2 separate regions of the Sus scrofa genome follow, and region 1 is linked to region 2. A link is a contact called in public HiChIP or PLAC-seq data. All regions are on one chromosome and are shown on one strand. Each heading gives the region's core, a stretch centred on a gene start, on an enhancer-like site or on the middle of the called end of the contact. The rest is flanking DNA. Distances are from core to core; before and after follow the strand shown. Region 1 holds the start of ERH (enhancer of rudimentary homolog (Drosophila)). Region 2 holds the start of DCAF5 (DDB1- and CUL4-associated factor 5).

The links. HiChIP or PLAC-seq counts read pairs in DNA pulled down with a chosen protein or histone mark.
Region 1: a contact with region 2 is called in an H3K27ac HiChIP or PLAC-seq map of alveolar macrophages. The contact joins the promoter of ERH here to the promoter of DCAF5 in region 2. A contact is called at or near these places in 1 of 5 promoter capture datasets (liver), 1 of 47 Hi-C or Micro-C datasets (liver) and 1 of 2 datasets of contacts at active chromatin or transcription factors (alveolar macrophages).

What each region holds. Positions count from the first base shown.
Region 1 is chr7:93,082,492-93,088,668 of Sscrofa11.1, reverse strand. ERH (enhancer of rudimentary homolog (Drosophila)) reads left to right here and starts at 4,719. Exons shown (of 4, transcript NM_001185163.1): 1 at 4,719-4,789. The coding sequence starts at 4,787. SLC39A9 (zinc transporter ZIP9) reads right to left here and starts at 4,354. Exons shown (of 7, transcript XM_001926183.6): 1 at 3,531-4,354. The coding sequence starts at 3,626.
Region 2 is chr7:92,810,585-92,817,032 of Sscrofa11.1, reverse strand. It overlaps DCAF5 (DDB1- and CUL4-associated factor 5), which reads left to right and starts at 3,736. Exons shown (of 9, transcript XM_021099398.1): 1 at 3,736-4,316. The coding sequence starts at 4,103.

The DNA of each region.
Region 1 (6,177 bases), core at 3,470-5,969, 270 kb before region 2:
AGCTATAGCCGCCGGCCTACACCAGGGCCACAGCAACGCGGGATCCAAGCTGAGCCTTTGACCTACACCACAGCTCACGGCAACACCAGATCCTTAACCCACTGAGCAAGGGCAGGGATCAAACCCGCAACCTCATGTTCTTAATCAGATTCGTTAACAGCTGAGCCACGACAGGAACTCCTATTGTCCCTTTTATTTATAATAACACTAGATCAAAATGAAGCTAGATTTTCCTAAAAAAGAAAAGATACTTAGGTAATGCAGAAGTTTGGGTAGCTATTTTTTAAGAGTAGAAACTGCTTCCTAGTCTCCATGAATGAAGTTTATTTTTTTATAAACTTATCTCACTAGTTTCGTGATACATTGATCTCTAATAATAGTATAGTTTATCTAGGAAAAATGCTAATTCTCAAGAGAGAAAAATCACCAGTTGAATTCCAAAACATCTTTGACCAAGTTATATATTTCATTTTTATCCTAATAGCCCAAAACACTTTGTTCCTGCTATAATAATGAAGAGATATTAGGAATACTGCCTTATAGTACTGGAAGACCCACATCTGGAAAAAGCCTACTTGCTGTTAATTTAAAAAGCCACAAATGACATATATGAATACTCTTTATTAATGGCCTGGTTAATTACACTACTCATGTACATATTTCCTTCAGTGAGAACAGACAACATCTGCATACTGAAAAAAACCACTCAAGACTGAGATATTACTGAAATTGGAAAAGGTCCAAGCATTTTCTAGAAATAAAGTTTCACTGGTTCTTTTTTGAATTAATTGTAATTCTTGATAAATGTTAACTCGGTAGCTTTTTTTTGTTTTGTTTTGTTTTTTGCTTTTTAGAGCCACACTCGTGGCACATGGAGGTTCCCAAGCTAGGGGTCAAATCGGAGCTACAGCTGCCGGCCTATACCACAGCCACAGCAACATCAGATCCAAGCCATGTCTTTGACCTACACCATGGCTCACGGAAACGTTGGATCTTTAACCCCCTAATCGAGGCCACGGATCAAACCCGAAACTTCATGGTTACTAGTCGGATTCATTTCCACTGTGCCACAATGGAACTCCTTAACTTGGTAATTTTTAAAATATACAAACCAACTTAAATTTCACAAATGTCAGCCCTAATAATGTCAACCCAATTCTAATGTAGTTTATGTCAGAGGAGAGATAGCGGGTTAATAAAGTACTGGGCAGACAGGCAGCCCAAACGGGTGAAGTAGGCATCACAGCCAAGAAGGGCCATGAAACTCCACAGCTACCCAGCTCTAGCCAACAGCTGCCTTGAGGAAACACAGACAAAAAGATGTAACAATAATAAAATTTGGGAGTTCCCGTCGTGGCGCAGTGGTTAACGAATTCGACTAGGAACCATGAGGTTGCGGGTTCGGTCCCTGCCCTTGCTCAGTGGGTTAACGCGGTGTAGGTCGCAGACGCGGCTCGGATCCCGCATTGCTGTGGCTCTGGCGTAGGCCGGTGGCTACAGCTCCGATTAGACCCCTAGCCTGGGAACTTCCATATGCCGCGGGAGCGGCCCAAGAAATAGCAACAACAACAACAACAAGAAGACAAAAAGACAAAAAAAAAAAAATAATAATAATAATAAAATTTAACACTCTGCTAATCTAACAAATAAAGTTGACAGGCAGATTTCCTGTTGTGGCGTAACAGATACGAATCCGACTGGTAAACCATGAGGTTGCGGGTTTGATCCCTGGCCTCATTCAGTGGGTTAAGGATCAGGCATTGCCGTGAGCTGTGGTGTAAGTCGAAGATGTGGCTTGGATCCTGTGTTGCTGTGGCTGTGGCGCAGGCTGGCAGCTGTAGCTACGACTAGACCCCTAGCCTGGGAACCTCCATATGCCGCAAATGCAGCTGTAAAAAAAGCCAAAAAGAAAAAAAAAAGAAAGAAAGAATGTCTGCAGGCTAGATTTTGTACATGGGCTACCAGTTTACTACCTTTGCCACAATGGACAGTGGCTAAGAATTGCTCTGAGTCAGTTAAACCTAAATCAAAAAAACAGCTCTGATTCTAACACATTTCATGAACTTGTCCAAGTGACATAATCCAAGTCTCAGTCTCCTCATCTGTACCTCGCTGGGTTTTGTTTTGTTTAATGTAATTAGGTAATGTATACACTCAAATTTTATCTCAATATTATCATTAGAGGTTAAGAGGAACAGATTAAAAAAAAGAAAAAAAGAAAGAAACGGAAAAGGAGCAGCAGCAATTGAGTCCCCCTTCCATGTGGCTGAGGGCTTTATTTCCAAGGTCATAATGCCTAGTCCCACTGCCTTTCTCACTCACAGGCTACTTTCTTGACCAATCTCTTTCTTCAGGTTTTTCAAGGCCACCTCACACCTCACCGCTACCTTTCCATTCTACTTCAGGCCATTCTCCACTCTCCTTTTCTTTTAAAGCATTTTCAGGCCTGGCAGTGAAGCCACTCCAAGCTATACCCAAGAAATCCTGAACGTAGTTGTTTTCCTCCCTCAAATCTCTGAGCACTGTGCATGCTGTGAACTTCCTATGACAACCTGAAGATCCTGATCTGCATTTTCATTGAACAACGTTTTCAACTATCCTTCTTCCTTTTTAATGGTTGTTCAAGTAATGACAAATAACCAAACAAGTTAAGCAAAATGTCAAACCATATCAACACAAAATTCATTTCTAAGCAAACAGATTTGAAAACAGCTTCAAATATCCATTCCAATGTCTCCTTCTGAAAAGGAAATGTGAATTAAGAACAATCTAATTTTGGAGTTCTGTCGTGGCGCAGTGGTTAACGAATCCGACTGGGAACCATGAGGTTGCGGGTTCGATCTCTGGCCTTGCTCAGTGGGTTAAGGATCCGGCATTGCCATGAGCTGTGGTGTAGACTGCAGAAGCGGCTTGGATCCCGCGTTGCCGTGGCTCTGGCGTAGGCCGGTGGCTATAGCTCTGATTCAACCCCTAGCCTGGGAACCTCCGTATGCCGTGGGAGCAGCCCAAGAAAAGGCAAAAAAAAAAAAAAAAGAGAGACAAAAAAAACCAACCAATCTAATTCAGTTTGGTTTCTTACTTCATTCTAATTACAGCTGTCCAAAAGAAAAAAACCCTTTCCCCAAAAAAGTATGCTTAATATTCTCACAGAGAGAAGTTAATATTGATTTCAACTCACATGGACAAATAAAGTTCTTCATTTATAGCAAGCTGGAATCTTGATTCTTTGGAACTTCTGAGTATCAAAAGAATGCTATGGTGCCTCTCTCCCAGAAAATGCACAGAGCCTCAAATTTTTGTATTCAATTTCAGGGCGTTCAGAGTATTCCAGGATCTTCAGTGGATCCACCCACCTCTGGTTAAAGAACACTAGTGCTGAATGTGAGGTTGTTATTAAATATCACGCATCTTTGGAGAGATATATAAAACCTTCAGCTCTAATATCAACAGGGGAAGCAGCTTCCCTTTACAACTATGACTACTTCCTAGCAGCCATGCTGACAGCTGACAGAAAATTGAGAATTTCTTACCTCTGAGAAATTAACAGCCAAAGGAATGATTCCAGCCACGTAACATCCCACCAACATAGCCAGAGACAGCAGACTAATAGAGATGAAATCATCCATTCTGCCCTCCTTTATTCACTCACCACCACCAGAGTACAAATTTTCGGTGGTCTCAAAGGGTACTTAGGTTCTTAAACGCGTGTGGTTGTTTCAGCAGAACAAGTAGACTTCCCAGTTCTTTTGTCCTCCCCACCAGCAGATATGTTCACGAGGCACTGTTCTCTTGAAGGTACCTGGAAACACTCCCTTTTTGTTGATACTAGCACCAGAGAGAACTTTGAGCAATCTTAGGTCGCAGCCCCTAAGTTTTCAGATATCAGTCACTGGATTCTCGTGGGTTAACAGATGAGAAAAGTCCAGGGGGAAAATATGCGAATGAGCGAGTTATTCAATCATTGTTATAAGGGTAGCATAACAGGCCTACTTCCTCCACAACGTTCCGGGCGGCAGCAACAAAAGGAAAAATCCAAGCGAAGATGTTTGTTCTCCGGGCGCCCCTATCTCCCTGGAGCAGCCCCGCCGGTGATTCCTCCAGGTCTGGGACCAGCCCACCAATCCCAGCAAACTCCTCTCCGAGTCTAGGATGAGGAAAGGAGTCCTGCAGGTCTCTAACGATTGGTCGTAGGGGCTCAGCAGGGAAGCTGATACAAAGCTGTCTCTGCCCTATACCCAGTGCTACCCATGTTACTCCACTCTGCTGGGCCTTGACCCGGAGCCACCAGTACTACAGCTGCCATGGCCGCCAAGTGGCATCTCTTCTTTACATCCACTTCCGGATTGCCTTACTGCCCCCTCCTTTAGAAGGGTACTTCCGGGTTGCAACCGACCTATGCCCCGGGATTCTTATATTGCCGCCATTTTTGAGTAGGGCCATTGAAAAAATGACTTGTGTAACTGTTTAAACCGATGATCACTGTAGCCTCATGTCTTACAGCGAAAGCGAGGAAGACAGATTCTTGGAAAGAAATATGATTTTTTTTAAGTTCCGATACATTCTCTCTATGTCTCGTCGCCCTTATTCAAAATGGCTGAAACAGAGTCAACATCTGCTCTAGCTGCCGGAAATAAAGGAGCCTCTATGGTTCAAAAGGTTCTTTCGCGGTGCCCTTCTGACGACTTCCGGCGGCTCCTCTCGCGGGGATTGGCTGTTGGCGGCGTTGCGGCTAAGCTCGTGTGCTGCAGCAGTGTCGGCAGCGGCTGCAGGAAAAGGGATCGGCGCGATGGTGAGAAAGGCCTAAGCGGCTCCCCGAGCCCCCAACCTCTGGGGCGACCCCTGCTCGTACATCTTCTCCCAACGCGGTCTAGCGCGCGCATGCTATTGCTCGGCTCTCCAGCCTGTAGATCGATCCTTCCCCTTCCCGCCGCGGAAACGCTGGGCCTGGCACTAGGCCGCTGAGCCCCGGTCCGCCCTGCGGTTGCGCGCCAGCCTGATGGCTCCGGCAAGGCGTGCGGTGCGGAGGATGCGCTTTCTCCCTATTGCTGCTTGGTAGAACCCGGCGTTGGGATGCTGACCTGTCTCTGCAAACGCTCTATCTTACTGTAGGAACAATGGGCGAGAGATGTCTGACAATCCTGTCTCTCCCCAAGCTTACAGCACCCAAAGTGTGGGCCAGGAGGAATCGTCTTTGCAGCGTGCTCAGCTATTCCCTTTGTTTTCTGTGCTCTGCCTTTTTGAAAATACGTGCAACCTTTTCTCTTTTCTGAGATGTACATGCTTGGTTTTGTGCTTCCCTTAGCCTTCAATCCTCTTTTTATCCTTATTTATATTCTTTGGGGCTGGAAGTTGAAAAGATAGGTTGAGCTGAGGGTCCAGGTTGCTTAGAACCTGGGTCGGTAGTGTAGTGGATGGGGGCGGGGGGTGTTGTTTGGTCGGTTTTGTTTTTTTGGGGTTTTCTTTTGCTTATGTGTGTGTGTTTTGTAATTCACAAAAAGGAAATGCTCTCAGGGATTCTGAAGAATCATGATTACTTCCATACTTTAGTTTTCGTTTTCAGTTTGCCACAGTTATTAACAGATTATGCATCTGTTATTAACAAGGAACTTTTTCATGTACTTCTCTGAATGGAGATACTTCAGTGTTTGACCCAACATAGTCTCCCAAGGAGGACTAGGAATTAGAAGACTGGGTTTTCAATTCTTGGTTTATTATAAATAATAATGTGACCTTGGGTATGTCATTTCATCTCAGTGAGTTTCCTTCCTTTTATGTCACTGTTTGGTCAGTTGTGTTAAAATACTTAGATTAAATCTGAGAAAAAGACAGCAGTTAGTAACAACCCATTCGCATTGAGCAGATATCTATGATTAGTTCTTTAATTCCGAGTAGAATTAAAAACTGGAGTTTGTATTTAAAGTCAACAGTTACTGGTTCAGAAGTCTTAAATTTTGTTGCCCTTACTGAACAACTTTAGTTTCTTTTTCTTCTCTCTGCCCCCATCTTTTTTCTTTTTTGATAGTTTGGGCGAAGCAATTAGTATCCATGAGGACTCAGGTTTGATCCCTGGCCTCGCTCAGTGGGTTAAGGATCCCGTATTGCTGTGAGCTGTGGTGTAGGTCACAGATGTGGCTCAGATCCTGAGTTGCTGTGGCTGCGGCGTAGGCCAGCAGCTAC
Region 2 (6,448 bases), core at 2,487-4,986:
CACAACGGGAACTTCTTTCTCAGTTTTTTTTTAAACAAACGGTTTCTAATATTTGAGCAGTTCCTTAGCATCTAGTCAGTTTTTAAAGATTCTTTATCAGGGCCAAACAAAATAAAAATCAAAGAACAAATGTCTTTCTTCTTCTTCTTTTGCTTTGTTTTTGCTTTTTAGGGCTGCACCCGAGGCACATGGAGGTTCCCAGGCTAGGGGTAGAACAGGACCTATAGCTGCTGGCCTATACCGTAGCCACAGCTACATCAGATCTGAGCCGTATCTTTGACCTACACCACAGCTTATGGCAACGCCGGCTCCTTAACTGAGCAAGGCCAGGGATTGAACCCGTAACCTCACGGTTCCTAGTCAGATTTGTTTCTGTTGGGCCACGTCTTCTTCTTCTTCTTTTTTTTTTTTTTTTGGTCTTTTTGTCTTTTCTAGGGCCACATGCACGGCATATGGAGGCTCCCAGGCTAGGGGTCTAATCAGAGCTGTAGCCGCCAGCCTACACCACAGCCACAGCAATGCCAAATCTGAGCCGCTTTCTTCTACCTACACCGCAGCTCACGGCAATGCCGGATCCTTAACCCAGTGATCGAGGCATGGAACCCGAAACCTCATGGTTCCTAGTCGTATTGTTAACCACTAAGCCACAACGGGAACTCCGTCCTCTTCTTTTTTTTAATGGCTGCACCCACAGTATATGGAAATTCTCAGGCCAGGAAGTGAATCCAAGCCTCTGCAGCAGCCTGAACTGCTCCAGTTGGATTCTTAGCCCACTGTGCCATAGCAGTTAGTTCCAGAATGAATTTTCAAAATAGTGTTTCAAGGCTTTCTAAGTACAAATGTTAATATACATAAGTTTCTGGGCCTAATTAGAAAAAATATGAATTTTTCACTTTTCTCCCTCTTTTTCCACACATTCTATGTACAGATAAATTACTGAGTCAAATTTCATTTGCTACTTTTAAGTTAATTACACTGGCCTTTTTACTATAAATGCTTATATTAAAAAAGCCAAGCTCTTATGGTCTTTGGAGCTGATTAAATGGTTTGTGTTATCTAGTTATGCACAATATCATTAGTTTGCAATAAATGACACAAAGGACCATGTTAAATTCATAATCACAGCAAAAATATATCAGGTATGGTTGCCAGATTTAGCAAATAAAAATACATGGTGCCCGAATAAATCTGAATTTCAGCTAAACAATGAATAATAATGTCAGGATAAGTATACCCCAAATATTACAAGTATGGGACATAATTATGCTAAAATAATTATTCTTTGTTCATCTGAAATTCATATAGAACCGCGCATCCTTCACCTTACCTGGAAATTCAAATTATAGAAATCGGAGAGATTTTATGCACGCTCCTTACAAAAAGCTGCCGAAACTAGCAGTAGTATAGTACCTGACAGAGCAGTCCCTACGGTTTTGTCCTGGCTGGTCACTGAATAGTTAAGGACGTTTCCAGCAAGGTCTTAGAATTGGGCTGGCTTCTTACCAGATCCTACTCTATTTTTAGGCTGAGGTAAATGGGACACTTATTCCAGGAATTGGGAAAAAGCAAGTCATATTTAAAATTGTAGAGAAGAGATGTGCTTGAGTGAGGAGGGTGTCACATATGGCCACAGTAAAGGCCACTTCAACCACATCCTTACTGTAAACATCTCCCTCACCCCGGCAAAATAAAGTAGGTATAAATGAGGCTCTTTGGATCAGAAGGAGCCAGAGGGCTCCTTGTTTTTGAATGTGTGGATTGATTAGGTCAAGCAAAGGAACAGAGAGATGGGAAACTGGCTTTAAAGTCCTCTCCCCTGGAATGAAGTACAGACACCTCAAACTCAACATTTGAAACTGAAGTTATTCCTTCCCCTCCAAATTCTTCCTCTCTACCTGATTTCATTTATGTAGTCAACAAATATTTAGGGGAGTGCCCGTTGTGGCTCAGCAGAAACGAATCTTACTAGCATCCAAGAGGATGAAGGTTTGATCCCTGGCCCCGCTCAGCTCAGTGGGTTCAGGATCTGGTGTTGCTGAGAGCTATGGTGTAGGTCACAGAGGAGGCTCGGATCCCGTGCTGCTGTGGCTGTGGCGTAGGCCAGTGGATATTCCGATTCAACCCCTAGCCTGGGAACTTTCACATGCTGCCCCATATGGCCCTAAAAAACAAACACCCTCCCCTGTCTCTGCAATATTTAAGTGGCTACTCAGTTTCAGTATGTGCTAGCTCTGGATATAAATCCATGAGCAGAACAGGCATGGTCCCTGCTCTCAGAGAGCTTAACAGCAGAATGGCGGAACATACCTATATAATGATATGTTTAATTACATACAGACCATGACATTATGACATTGCTGTGAAGAAGAGACATTGGTTGCTAGGATGAAAAGACATTGATTATAATTTGGCTGGTATACCACTACTGATCTTTATGGTGCTGTTATAATGAATAAACACTACGAAGCATCCTGAAAATTAAAATTTTTAAGGGAAAGTATTACATATTTTCCTGTTTAGGGAAATATTCCATTAAAACCACACTTTCTGGAATTTAGGGAATTTCTGTGATGTTTGGCAACATTTGTTATAATGTTGATTTTTAAATCAAACATTTTACTTGCATTTTTGTTATGAGTATGATTCATCTTATCATTGTCCTTGTACAAAAAGTAGAAGTAGCTCATTTTGCTTGATGGGGGTCCTCTTCATGGCCCCTCTTTCACGGTGCGTATACCTGACTGTTCATGTGCTCTCTCTGACAGAGGATGCAATTCCTGCTAAATTGAAAGGGCAAAACTGACAACCGCCTATTCTAGTAGTCTATTACCGTTTAATGACAGAGGATAGCTTCTGGGAAAAATACACTGACAAGGGGATTTTTTACTGTACCTAGTAGAATTCCAAAGCACTTAACACCCAATCTCCTCACTAGGGGGGGAACGCGGAGGCTCCTGGCCTATTGACGTGCAGCTACTTCGGGCCTGGAATGCAGCTGCTGGTTAACAGCTGTTCAGCTTCTGAGCTCTACACTCAAGACCTTGAAGGGGAGCTCACCGCATCCAATTAAATAACATAAATTGCTATTTTTGAATAATGTGTCTTATGTCTTGCAGGTGAGCCTTCTCAACTCGGTTTTGGGCAATTTTCTTCTCAGTTCTTAAGAATTCCTTCCCCGCCCCCTCTCTTTCTCTGATACCACTTTATCATCTACCAGAGGGAACCCGGTTTAGCCTTTTTCACTGAATGGCTGGAGGAAGGGAAAATTATTAGAGAACTGAATAGGGGGAGGGGTAGTGTTAAAAATTTCTTTGGGGAACCCCAAGCAACCTTACCCCAAGAGTCCAGTCCTAACTCCTGGTTCCCTTCCCGTGGGCAGGGCTCGGGCGGCCCCAGGAAGAGGTGAACTGAGGGAGGACGATCGGAGCCTGTGCCCGCAGTCCTCCCTCCACCTCTCTGCCACCTCGGGCTGCATTTTCCGGACCGAAAAAAAGCGCGGGGAGCCGCACTCGCCCCGACGCTGGGCCTCCGGGAGGCGACGGACCGCCGGCCGCCTGGGGAGTAAGGCGAGCCCGCAGCCCCGTGGCCACTTTGATTGTTGCGCGCCTCCAACTTCACAGAGTGCAACGCTCAGGGGGTGCAGCCGGGCCTCCGCCCTGCGCGACTCGGGTCCTCGCGCCGGGAGGAGCTGCGGCGCGGGGACAGCCGAGCCGCCGCCCGCCGCCTCGAGGCCAGCAGCCCGCGTCCTTCCCGCCTGGAGCCCGCGGCGGGGGAGGGGCCGCTGCCACCCGCATTCTCCCGGCCCCCGCGGCCGGCGGAAGGGCCGCGCGCATCGCGGAAGCGCGGCCGCAGCTGAGGATCAGCTGCTGGAGGGGGCGGAGAAGGAGAAGGAGGAGCCTAGGAGGGGGAAGGGGAGGGAGGGGACCGTCAGGAAGCCGCGAACGCCACCGAGTGTCTGCACACCTCGCTCCGTCTGCTATGGCTGGTTAAAGAACCATCCGGATCGCAGCGCGGGGGGAGGGCCGGGTGGGGGGAGAGCGGCGGCCGCGCGTGAGGCCGAGGGAGGGGCGGCGGCGCGAGCGGCGGCGGCGGCGGTTCCAGCATGAAGAGGAGAGCTGGCCTGGGGGGCAGCATGAGGTCAGTGGTGGGCTTCTTGTCCCAGCGGGGCTTGCATGGGGACCCCCTGCTCACTCAGGACTTTCAGAGGAGACGCCTGCGAGGCTGCAGAAACCTCTACAAGAAGGACCTCCTCGGCCACTTCGGCTGTGTCAATGCCATTGAATTCTCCAACAATGGAGGCCAGTGGCTGGTCTCAGGTAAATCAACCCCCTTCCCCTCCCTGCGGCCCCCTTCCAACCTCCCTTTTCCGCTCTCCCTCGCTACCCTCCTCCTGCCCTCCGTCCCCACCCCCTCCCTCCTCAACCCCCCCCCTTTTCGGCGGTGGGAAGGTTGGGTGTCAGATTAAACCTTGGCACGGGGAGAGAGGGAGGGAGGGGAAGGAGAGGATGTCTTCTATAAAATAAAAGACCTAAAATGGTTGACAGGTCCTTAATTCGCCTTATCCCAAGTGTAAAGTGCTCTCTCCTGGTGACTGCCCTGAAAGTGTGGGTCGGGGAGGGGGGCGAGGTTACTGCTTGACAAAGTTTGATGGGAAACTCTTCCTCCGTGTACTTTAAAAGGTGCGGGGGGCATTTGGACGATTTAGAGGGGAGGAGGCCGAGGCGCCGGAGGCGGCGGGGGGGGGGAAGCTCGAGCCTCTGTCGCCGGCGTCCGGGCAAGGGGCCTTGGGTCCGGGCGGTGACAGGGCCGGCCGCTGGAGGGGTGAGTGGAGGGGAGGTGACGGGCCCCTCAGGGGCCCGGCTCCATCTCCTCGGGGTCTGGGGTGGCCTCTTCCGTGTCGTGTTTTTCTTATGATTCGGGAGTGCCGAGGGCTCTGGAGGCCAAGGGGCCACTGGTCTGAACTTAAATGCGCAACTTGTGAGCCAGGGGTGGGGGGTGGGAGACCCCGGGAGACTTGTTGGCGGGAGCCCGGCTCCTGCACCCCCTTTCCCGCGCCTGCCGTTGCAGGTGGTCTCCGCACCTCCTCCCTCCCGCCTAGCTGGCCTTGGTTGCCCCCGGGCTCCCCCTCCGGTGTGGGGAAAGTGGCGAAATCGAGGCCGGGGCTCCGGCCGAGCGGTGTAGGCCTCGCTCTCCCGGGGCGCCTAGCGACAGGCAGCTGAATCGATAGCCTATTGCTCCCGGGGAGGCCGGGGCCGAGCGGGTGGCGGCGACAGCTGCCCCGGGGGAGGTGCGCCTGCCGCCCGTGGGGGCGCTCGCTGCTGCCGCGCTCCTCCCAGGGGTCGTGGGCCCAGGGCGGGCGAATGGGGATGGGGTACGCTGGAGCCGGGGGCGGCCCCCCCGAAAGCCGGCTCAGGGGCGGAGGGCGAAGACGGCTGAGCTGGCGTTCGCGCTCGCTTTCTGCCCTCCCTACTCCGTCCCTTTTCCTACATCGAGAGGGAGGAAACGAGAGCCTAGCACTGGACGTGGCGCTTCGCTTCACCCAGGCTAGTCCCAGAATGGTTTTCTAATTTACGTCAGTGGGCAGCTCGCCAGAAACTTCTGGGATCATGGCAAAGCATCCGTCTTCTTGACGAGTTGCACTAGGAAGTGACACGGGGCATGCGGGCCAATTTGGGGGGTAGCAGAGATAAGACTTGTGTGAACGTTTCACGATAAACCTCCTGGGGTTTCTCCAGGACTAACTTGACTTTTCCACCCCAGATCGTTTTCTCTTTGACTAGGTAGATTTTGGCCCAGGATCATCTGCCAAAGAAACCTGATATTCCACTTAAAGGCATTCCCCAAACAAAAGCTTCCTTCCCCCACAAGGCCAAAAATTCCAGGGGCAAAAAAGGGGAAAGAGCTTTTAAAAGAGCTCTCAAAATTTTTCCCTTGCTGCTGCTTCTGTATTCATCATACTCCTGTCTCCTTTCCAGACGGGATATGTTCCATCAGAGATGTTTCCAGACACAAGTAAACTCACCCTCCTGGGTGAGGGAATTGGGGGCTGCTCTTATAGACTGAACTAATCATGTTGATTGATCATAAATGCAGTCATACGTTGTTCAATTTAACATGCTTTTTAGCAATAACAGATTTATTAAGATGTAATTCACATGCCATACAATTCATCCATTTAAAGTTAACACTTTTTTAAAAAGCGCTAAAGAGTTGCCTCTCATCCTCTACCAGTTATCCTTGTGCAGTACCTTCCCCTGTGTCTGAAATGAACCCTATTTTCTCTAGACTTGGCCACTTCATTTCCTTTATCTTAATTTTAGTTTGTGGAAGAGCAGGGGCCTTTCCAAGGGGCAGGCTCTGGCAAACCTGGTTCTAGACATTATTTCTATTTTTCTAGGCCTGAGTTGCCCATCTCCACAGTGCTTTCTGGGTTCCAGCCTTCTTTGCA